Regions from separate parts of the Sus scrofa genome. Here region 2 is linked to region 1. Evidence: chromatin contacts called from public HiChIP or PLAC-seq data. All regions are on one chromosome and are shown on one strand. The core of a region is the stretch at or near the end of the contact, and the rest is flanking DNA. Distances in the headings are between cores, read along the strand shown.

Region 1 (4,036 bases), core at 1,186-3,685:
AATCCTCAAGATGAATATCCCTTCTTTGCTAGTACCCAGTGTGTACTCAGCAATTAAGATGATTCAAATTAGCAACTTGACCCAGCAATCCCACTCTTGGGCATATATCCAGACAAAAATTACATTGAAAAAGATACATGCACCCATATGTTCATCACAGCATTATTCTCAATAGCTAAGATATGGAAACAACCTAAATGCACATCGACAGATGAATGGATTAGAAAGATGTGGTACATATATACAATGGAATACTACTCAGCCATAAAAAGGACAAAATAATGCCATTTGCAGCACCATGGATGGAACTAAACTCTCATACTTAGTGAAGTCAGAAAAAGAAAGACACCATGTGATATCACACATGAGGAGCCTCAAATATGGCACAAATGATCTATTGACAAAACTGAAAAGATCATGGACATGTAGTACAGACTTAAGTTTGTTGAGGGGGGAGGGGAAGGGATTGGGATGGATTGGGAGTCTGGGGTTAGTGGACAAAAACTCTTGCATTTGGAGTGGACGAGCAATGAGATCCTGCTGTATAGCACAGGGAACTATATATCTAATCACTTGTAATGGGACATCATGGAAGATAATGTAAGAAAGAGTGCACGACTGGGTCACTTTGCTGTACAACAGAAATTGACAGAACACTGTAAATCATAATAAAATTTTTTAATTAAAAATACAAAATTAGCACTTATATATTGAACTTTTTTTTTTTTTTGTCTTTTTGCTATTTCTTGGGCCACTCCCACGGCATATGGAGGTTCCCAGGCTAGGGGTCTAATCGGAGCTGTAGCCACCAGCCTATGCCAGAGCCACAGCAACGCAGGATCTGAGCCGCGTCTGCAACCTACACAGCTCACGGCAACGCCGGATCGTTAACCCACTGAGCAAGGCCAGGGACCGAACCCGCAACCTCATGGTTCCTAGTCGGATTCGTTAACCACTGGGCCACAACGGGAACTCCTTGAACTTGTCATTTTTAATGTCCTTTACTGACCATAATCCAAAGGAAGTTTATAAGGTATAAAGTAGGTATATTCCTTGATATAGTCTTTATAGGAGCACCTTCAGAGCTTTAAAGCACAGTATTCTTTTTTTTTTTTGTTAAGAGTGTTTTTACATAAAACAAAAGATTCTCTAAAAATGCCCAGGTTCTGGCTATGTAGTCTAATCTGTCAGAACCTACATGCACATCCTGTCTGCATATCCTGAATTTAAGCGAAGGATCACACACTGTTGTGCTCTCCATTAGAGCCAAAGACATAAATACTTACTGGATAATCATACCTTTGGGACTGAACAATGGTTCTTCCAGTTTATTATGTCACCTACCCTAATAGTGACCACACAATGTCATAAGTCAACATAGCTAAGGATGCACTGTGGGGTTTTTTGTTGTGAATGTCTAAGATTTCACGTGATAACCAAAATACTTTTTAAAGGTCAGTATCACAGCTCTAGCCTATTCTAACAGGAGATACAGATGTCACCAGAATTAGTTAGTTGCAAATGGACTGATCCTTAAAATCGTCAAAGCTTTCATAGGCTAAATACTTTCCAACAATTTTGGTTTTACAAACAGGTCTTCAAAGCCTTAAAGGTAGGAACTGAGTACATGGTGGAATGATGTATACATGACTTTGTCCTGACAGCAGCTCTCCTTCTCAGAAGAGGGTCAGAGGGAAAGGCCTTTGGCCAGTACCAGTACTTTGCCCAAGGGAACCGGTGTCCTGACTGAGTCTTTAAGTTAATATTAACCCAGCTCAAGAAGTTTCTCTGCCCGGGACGTATACACAAGCCATAGTCTTCTATTCGCCTCCATTGTTATCAACAACAAAAAACTGTCAGCACTTAAATATTTTTGCCCCCCCCCTCCCTCCGGCGATATCTGGACTCAAGTCTGGGAAGCAGCGACGCGGCTGGCTCCTGGTGAATCGGGGGTCACGGAAAGCGGCGTCAAGGACTTAGAAACCAGCCCAGAATTTGTCTCTTAGCCCCCGGATGCTCGTCTCCCCTTCCCGCACTCCCGTCTTCTGCTCTCAGTGCCCTGGAAAGTCTCAGCTCCTCTCCACTTACCCAAGTCCTCACTGGGCCCCGACCCTCGGGTCGGCCCTGAGTCATCTCGGCTCCGCTCCCTTCGCCCCTCGGCTCTCGGGAGAGCGGTTCCTAGGCCCGCGCAGTGGGGGACCTACTCACTCCTCCTAGCAGCCCTATTTCGGATTTATGTGAGTAGCTAGACGAGGAGGAGGGTGCAGGTCACGCATCGGAGACACCCCCCAGGGGAACACCCCACCCCCTCCATCAGGGTTTCGAAAGAGGGGACCAAAGAGCAGCCTTCTGGAGTCTCGGAGTCTCGCGAGAGGAGGCGGGGCCCCCGCCCGGCGCTCTCGGCCCCTCCCTGCCCCACCCTCCCCAAGTCCCCCGCCCTCCCTCCCCCACTACCCGTGGCGCGAGCGGCTGACTGAGCCTGGAGAGGAAACGGCATTCGGAGCCGCGCTCCCGCCCAGGCCGGCCCTGACGCGGGCCTCGTCAGCCGGTAACGGGGAGCCGAGGTGGGGGTCAGGGAGGCGACCACGAAAACGGTGAAGGTCAGAACCGTGAGACCACCTCCAAGAAGTGTGAGGAAAGGGTCTGAGACTCCCACCACGGACTCCGCAGAGCTGAGGCGGGGTCGACCCCTCCCAGGGGCGGGGTCGCGCTGGGCAACTGCAGCCCAGGGGACTGACTGGGCGGGGCGCGCCCTTAAAGGGGGAGAAGGGGTCAGCTGAGGGCTCCCGGACAGTGGGCGGTGGGCAGCGGGCTGCGGGCATTGGACCGGAGGTCGGGAGTTGGGTCCTAGAACCGGGACTCCGCTGACGATCTGGGGAAGCCCCGGGGCCGGCAGGTCCCTTCCGCCTCTCCTTTGGACCCAGACTGGAGGCCGGCGGTGTGGGGGGTGGGGAGGGACAGCGGCGCGAGGGGGCGGGTCCCAGCGCTGCTCCGCGCTGATTGGCTGAGCGCGTGTGGAATCGGGTGATGGGAAACGCAGCCCAGCTCTCCTGTCCCCTCCTGCTCTTCTCCCTCCCCCCCGTGGCGAATGTGCTGCGCGGCGGCGGGTGCTTACGCTCGCGGGGTTTGGCTGTTGCAGGCAGGAGCAGGGAGGAGGCGGCAGCGGCAGCGGCAGGAGCGGCGGCGGCGGCAGCAGCAGCTGGGAGGAGGTGGTGACGGTGGCAACGGCAGCGTCGGGGACGATGGCGCGACTGGTGGCAGTGTGCAGGGACGGGGAGGAGGAGTTCCCCTTCGAGAGAAGGCAGATTCCCCTCTACATAGACGACACCCTCACGGTGAGCGGGCCGGGCCGGGCCGGGCTCGCCGCTCCCCTGGCAGCTGTTTCCCCTCCTCCCCCTCCCCCAGGCCGAGCGCTGCGCACTGGAGAAAGAGTGTGTTGCAACTCCTAGGCGAGGCCTTCTCTCCGGCAGGCCCCACAAACTCGCCTTTGCAGTGGGTCGTACGGTAACCTCTGCGGGCCTCCAGGCTGTAGCTCCGTACGCACTTTGGGCCCCTCTCCCCGGATCTTGCTTCTTTCGGCCTTCTTCCTTCACCTTGTCCTTTTAGGGGACGGTGCTTTTGCTAAAGCACACCCCTCGGAAGGGGGTTGAAGGATCTTGGGCGTTTAGGGCCTATCCCTTACAGAAACCACCTACCCTCGGGGAGGCTTAATTATCTGGAAATGTCGCAGCTGCACTGCTACCTATATATTTCCCATCTTAATACTACAGCTCTCACTCCATAAGCATAATTACTGAGGGCAGAGTGACATGCTCTTGCACAGTAGAGATGCCACTAAAATGCTCTGATTTGTTATAAAAAGTCTCATATGCCTAGTACATTAAAACACTTATTGCTAGGCCATGACTCTTCAAAATGGGCTTTCTTGGCATTTTTCTGTACTTTACAGGTAGCACCCCCCCTTTTATTCAAGGAAGCAAAATTGTTGAATGTGTGAGAGTTGATTGCTCATCTTGAATGTCAAAACCCAGTTCTG
Region 2 (4,055 bases), core at 476-2,975, 40 kb after region 1:
GAGTCAGTAGTTCAGTAAACACATGTGCTTAAGTTAGAGCTTTATGTCTGTGTGTTGATAATACTTGGTGGGCAGCAAACAAGCAGCAGGACAGTCGATAGCTCTGTGCAGTGGGGATGGAATGAATTTTATGGACTTTGTACCACTTAATCAGATTTCATGTGGTCAGAAGCTTAGTGAGATTTAATTTTTGTAGTCAGTGGCATTTTTTTGGATCCACCTCCTGAGTTGTCTGTTCAAATCAAAATGTATAGGGATTGAGGCAGAGATAAAATGAGTCATTTCTTTCTGACCCTTGTTTGCTTCCATCCTGAAATCCATAGAAAATGAGCAAGGGTCTCCCACCACCCTTGGCTCTGAGCCCGATCCCCTCTCCACGTTCTGTTGCAGTTAGAGATCCCTAAATTAAGCAAGGGTTGGTTTTGTTTTGCTTCGGTCTTTGTGCTTACAACCAAACACAGGAGTGCTTGTTGAATGAATAAACCAGCCACGATGACTGCTTATTCAGCAGAGAAGTTTTCTCTTTGGAAGGATGGCTATATGAAGAATGCAGAAGTGAGGCAGTTTTCAGTGCTTTGATGGAATATCCTTAGCGGTTCTACTTTGAACAGAACCAACAACTTAAGAGACAAAAGGGAAAACTGAGTAAAGGCAGTTTAGAAGCACACCCCCTGGCCTGATACTGGTCTGGTTGCTGTCCAAGCTAGGTTTCAACTCTGACTCGGTAGTTATTTTGCAAAATGAAGAGGTTAATAGGTACTATCTCATGTGGTTTTGTGCATATTAATATATTTAAAGTGCTTAAAAGTGCCTGTCACACGGTAAGCTCTGAATAAATGTTAGCTATCGCTTTAATCTTTGCTACACTTGGAGATGTATTTGCTCCACTGGGAGTGGGAGGGCTTAGGGAAGTTGGAGACTGGGCTCTTAGGGATACAGTTCCCTCAGTACATGTGTACTTGGGGGTGTTTCCTTTTTTTTTTTTTAATTTTATTATTTTTTAGTTATCTCCCCAATATAATTTTTTTTTCTACTGTACAGCATGGTGACCCAGTTACACATACATGTATACATTCTATTTTCGCACATTATCATACTCCCTCATAAGTGACTGGACATAGTTCCCAGTGCTACACAGCAGGATCTCATTGCTAATCCATTGTGTTTGCATTTTTCAGCAAGTTTTCCTTGTTTAGTAAGGGCCGAGGGATCAGATAGGGTTGGAAGTCTCTCCCAAGGTCACTCAGCGTTGATAGGTGAGATACAGCCTTTTCTGGGCTAAATCCTTCCTATTAGCCACCGGCTGGTTTAGGTGGGTGTTGGAGTCATTTTATTTGCCCTTAATTTCTCTTCTTGGTTTTAGAGGTCAGGAACTGGGAAAACAGAGCAGGAAGCAAGAGTACGTGCGTTCTAGGGCCTGGTGCAATCCTCGGTAAACCTCATCACCCTACCGCAAAGGGTGAGAGAGGTCACCAGACTAGCCGGACTGCAAATTTCCACGCCCCTCAGGCCAGGCCCCGCCCCGCCTGCGGGAAGCGGTTTCCTGGAAGGGGCGGGGCAGGAAGGGGCGGGGCTGCGCCCGCGCGGCTGGTTCAGGGGTGGGGCGGCCAGGCGGCGGTCGTTCTACGGGCGGGATGTGGCCGATTGCCGAGGGTCGGAGGGTGGAGCCGGGGGCGGAGGCCAGTGGGAGTGGCAGCAGCTCCCGGCGGAGCTACGACGGGACCAGGCTGGCGGCGGGTTCCGCGTTGGTGACCAGAGAGCGGCCGGGCCCCAGTGACGTGGGGCGGAGCTCCGCGATCCAAGTGCCCAGCTCCCCGAGCGAGGTGGGAGGGCGGCTCGGGACCCTGACCTGGGCTGGCATGGAGCGGTGGCGTGGCCGACTGGCACTGGTGACAGGAGCCTCGGGGGGCATCGGCGCGGCCGTGGCCCGGGCCCTGGTCCAGCACGGACTGAAGGTGGTGGGTTGTGCCCGCACCGTGGGCAACATCGAGGTAAGCCCCAGATGGGGAGCGAGTCGCCCTCTGGGCCCAGCGTCTTTTCCGCTGGGCCAGGGTCCAGGTCGGGGGTGGGGAGTGGCCGGAGCTAGACTGTCATGCTGCCTTCACTTGCCGGCCACCTCAGGGCCACTTGCAGCGGGCTCAGAAGCTGGCGAAATGGATGATGCCTAATAGGGGAGGCTTTTTGGATCTCTCGCGGCAGGACTCCATCTTCGCTTTTTAAAGTCCCCTCTTTTAAGGAACCTTTTCTCCTGACAGCCTCTACTCGGTATAACAAATCTCTGACTCCCTGCCATCTTTTTCCTTCTCCTCTACCTGCCTGCGGAGGTTGGCTGAAGAAAGAAACCAGAGGTCAGAGGCTAGCTAGGCAGCCAGGGAGAAGCAAAGAAAGCTTTCTGGCCTTAGTGGCTAAGTTGGCTCCTGGATTGCTTCCTCTGCGCTTCAGATCTAGTCCACAAAGCCAAGCCAGGTGGCTAGCCAGCCAGATGAGCAGAAGTTAGAGGTTTTTTTGATCTTATTCATTTTTCACCTAGGACTGAGGAAGGAGTGGAGCTTTTCTGAAGAGGCTCAGCCCCCTGCCCCTTCCCCCCCTCCCCCAAATGTGAAGGTTAACCCCTACCCAATGCACATTAGGAATGAATGGGATATCCTTAGGTAGACCCTTCTTCAATTTCACTGTCCTAGATAGGACTGAATAGGTGAAATAGGGCACTGAACATGTGAGTTCAGAGGGGATAAAGCAATGTGGAACTGAAACTTGTGGTTTTCCTCTTAACACGGGTTGGGAGCCCCAAGAGTTGTGAGCAATAAGAGTTCAGACCAAAATGAAACAAAGCAGAGAAGAAGAAGGCGAGAAATCTCCATCGGAGGATCACTTTGGATTTGCCCTTGGCAAGACCTCCTCTCAGGGTGTGGGCTGGGGCTTAGCTTCATCGCCACCTTTGCTCAAAGTCCCTGGGCAGGGAGAGGCCTGGGTGGGGGGAGAGTGGGAAGGTGTACAGGAAGGAGGACTGTCCCCTCCCCTGCTGCTGACCAAAGGTACACTTTATAGCCTCCTAGATAGTCCCAAGGTCACCTGGCTGTGCCCCACTCTGCCCCTCCCTTTCTCCTATTCTGAGGTGCTCAGGGCCCAGCTCCCCATTTAGAGGATCAGGCCAGGGATTAGACCCCTGGCTTCCCTAATGCTTAAGCCACTCTTGCCTTCTCTTCCTGCTCCCCTATCCCACACTAGCCGGGAAAGGGGTCCCTGAGCCCAAGATGATCCCCAGGCCGATCACTCAGCCCCAGGATGACTCCTTTAATGAGGGGAGAAAGCCTCTGCTGTGAGGGGACTGACTTGATTTCAGGTCATTTTTGAGGAGAGAGGGTGGACAGGTGGGGACACTGCCATGAGAAGGCAGTGACAGGGAGAAGTGTACTCTCAGTCCCTCCATTCTGGCTCTCCTGCAGGGCTTTGAATCTGGAGGAGGAAGGGAGACATTGCATGCCAGGGGAGGGAAGAATTCCAGGCTTCCTCGCCCACAGCCTGCTTTTTTCTTAATTGGTTGAATCATTCATTCATTGATTTCCTGAGATGGTCATGAGTCGGTGAAATCCAGTGAAGGGGGCCTTCTGAGTCCCAGAGGACCCCCTCTTAAACTCTTGGAAAATTAAAGCAGAGAATTTCCTGGGTCACCTAATCCAGCTTGGTTTGGGGGGAAGGAAGGAGTTCCAGGGCAGCTGGCCAGGCTGGCCTTCCCCTAGGGGCACCCTGCACCCGCCAGCCCCCTCCCTCGCACACATGTACAAAGGGACCTTCGCGAGGCTCAGGTGCCCAGTCACTGGCCTCCAAGGCTACCACGTAGTTTGTTCCTGCTTCTAAATAGCAGCCTCCCTCAAGCCCTCTCCCAGGAGCCCTGTTTTCTCAGATCTCTCTCTGGGATCCTCAGTGTCTTGAGGGCCCTGGTAATGCACATGGGCTGCCCAGTGTCTCCTGCCACCTGACTTGGCTCATGGTCTCCAGAGAGACTTTGGGCCGGAAAATGGTGCATCATGGGTCAGAGAGAAAGACTCTGTCCC

The links. HiChIP or PLAC-seq counts read pairs in DNA pulled down with a chosen protein or histone mark.
Region 2: a contact with region 1 is called in an H3K27ac HiChIP or PLAC-seq map of alveolar macrophages. The contact joins the promoter of DHRS11 here to the promoter of GGNBP2 in region 1. A contact is called at or near these places in 2 of 5 promoter capture datasets (fetal liver and liver), 14 of 47 Hi-C or Micro-C datasets (adipocytes, blood, embryonic fibroblasts and 6 more) and 2 of 2 datasets of contacts at active chromatin or transcription factors (alveolar macrophages and skeletal muscle).

The regions. Positions count from the first base shown.
Region 1 is chr12:38,071,598-38,075,633 of Sscrofa11.1, forward strand. It overlaps GGNBP2 (gametogenetin-binding protein 2), which reads left to right and starts at 2,436. Exons shown (of 13, transcript XM_005669028.3): 1 at 2,436-3,335. The coding sequence starts at 3,243. MYO19 (unconventional myosin-XIX) reads right to left here and starts at 2,371. Exons shown (of 26, transcript XM_021067311.1): 1 at 2,089-2,371.
Region 2 is chr12:38,112,292-38,116,346 of Sscrofa11.1, forward strand. DHRS11 (dehydrogenase/reductase 11) reads left to right here and starts at 1,726. Exons shown (of 7, transcript NM_001244532.1): 1 at 1,726-1,991. The coding sequence starts at 1,860.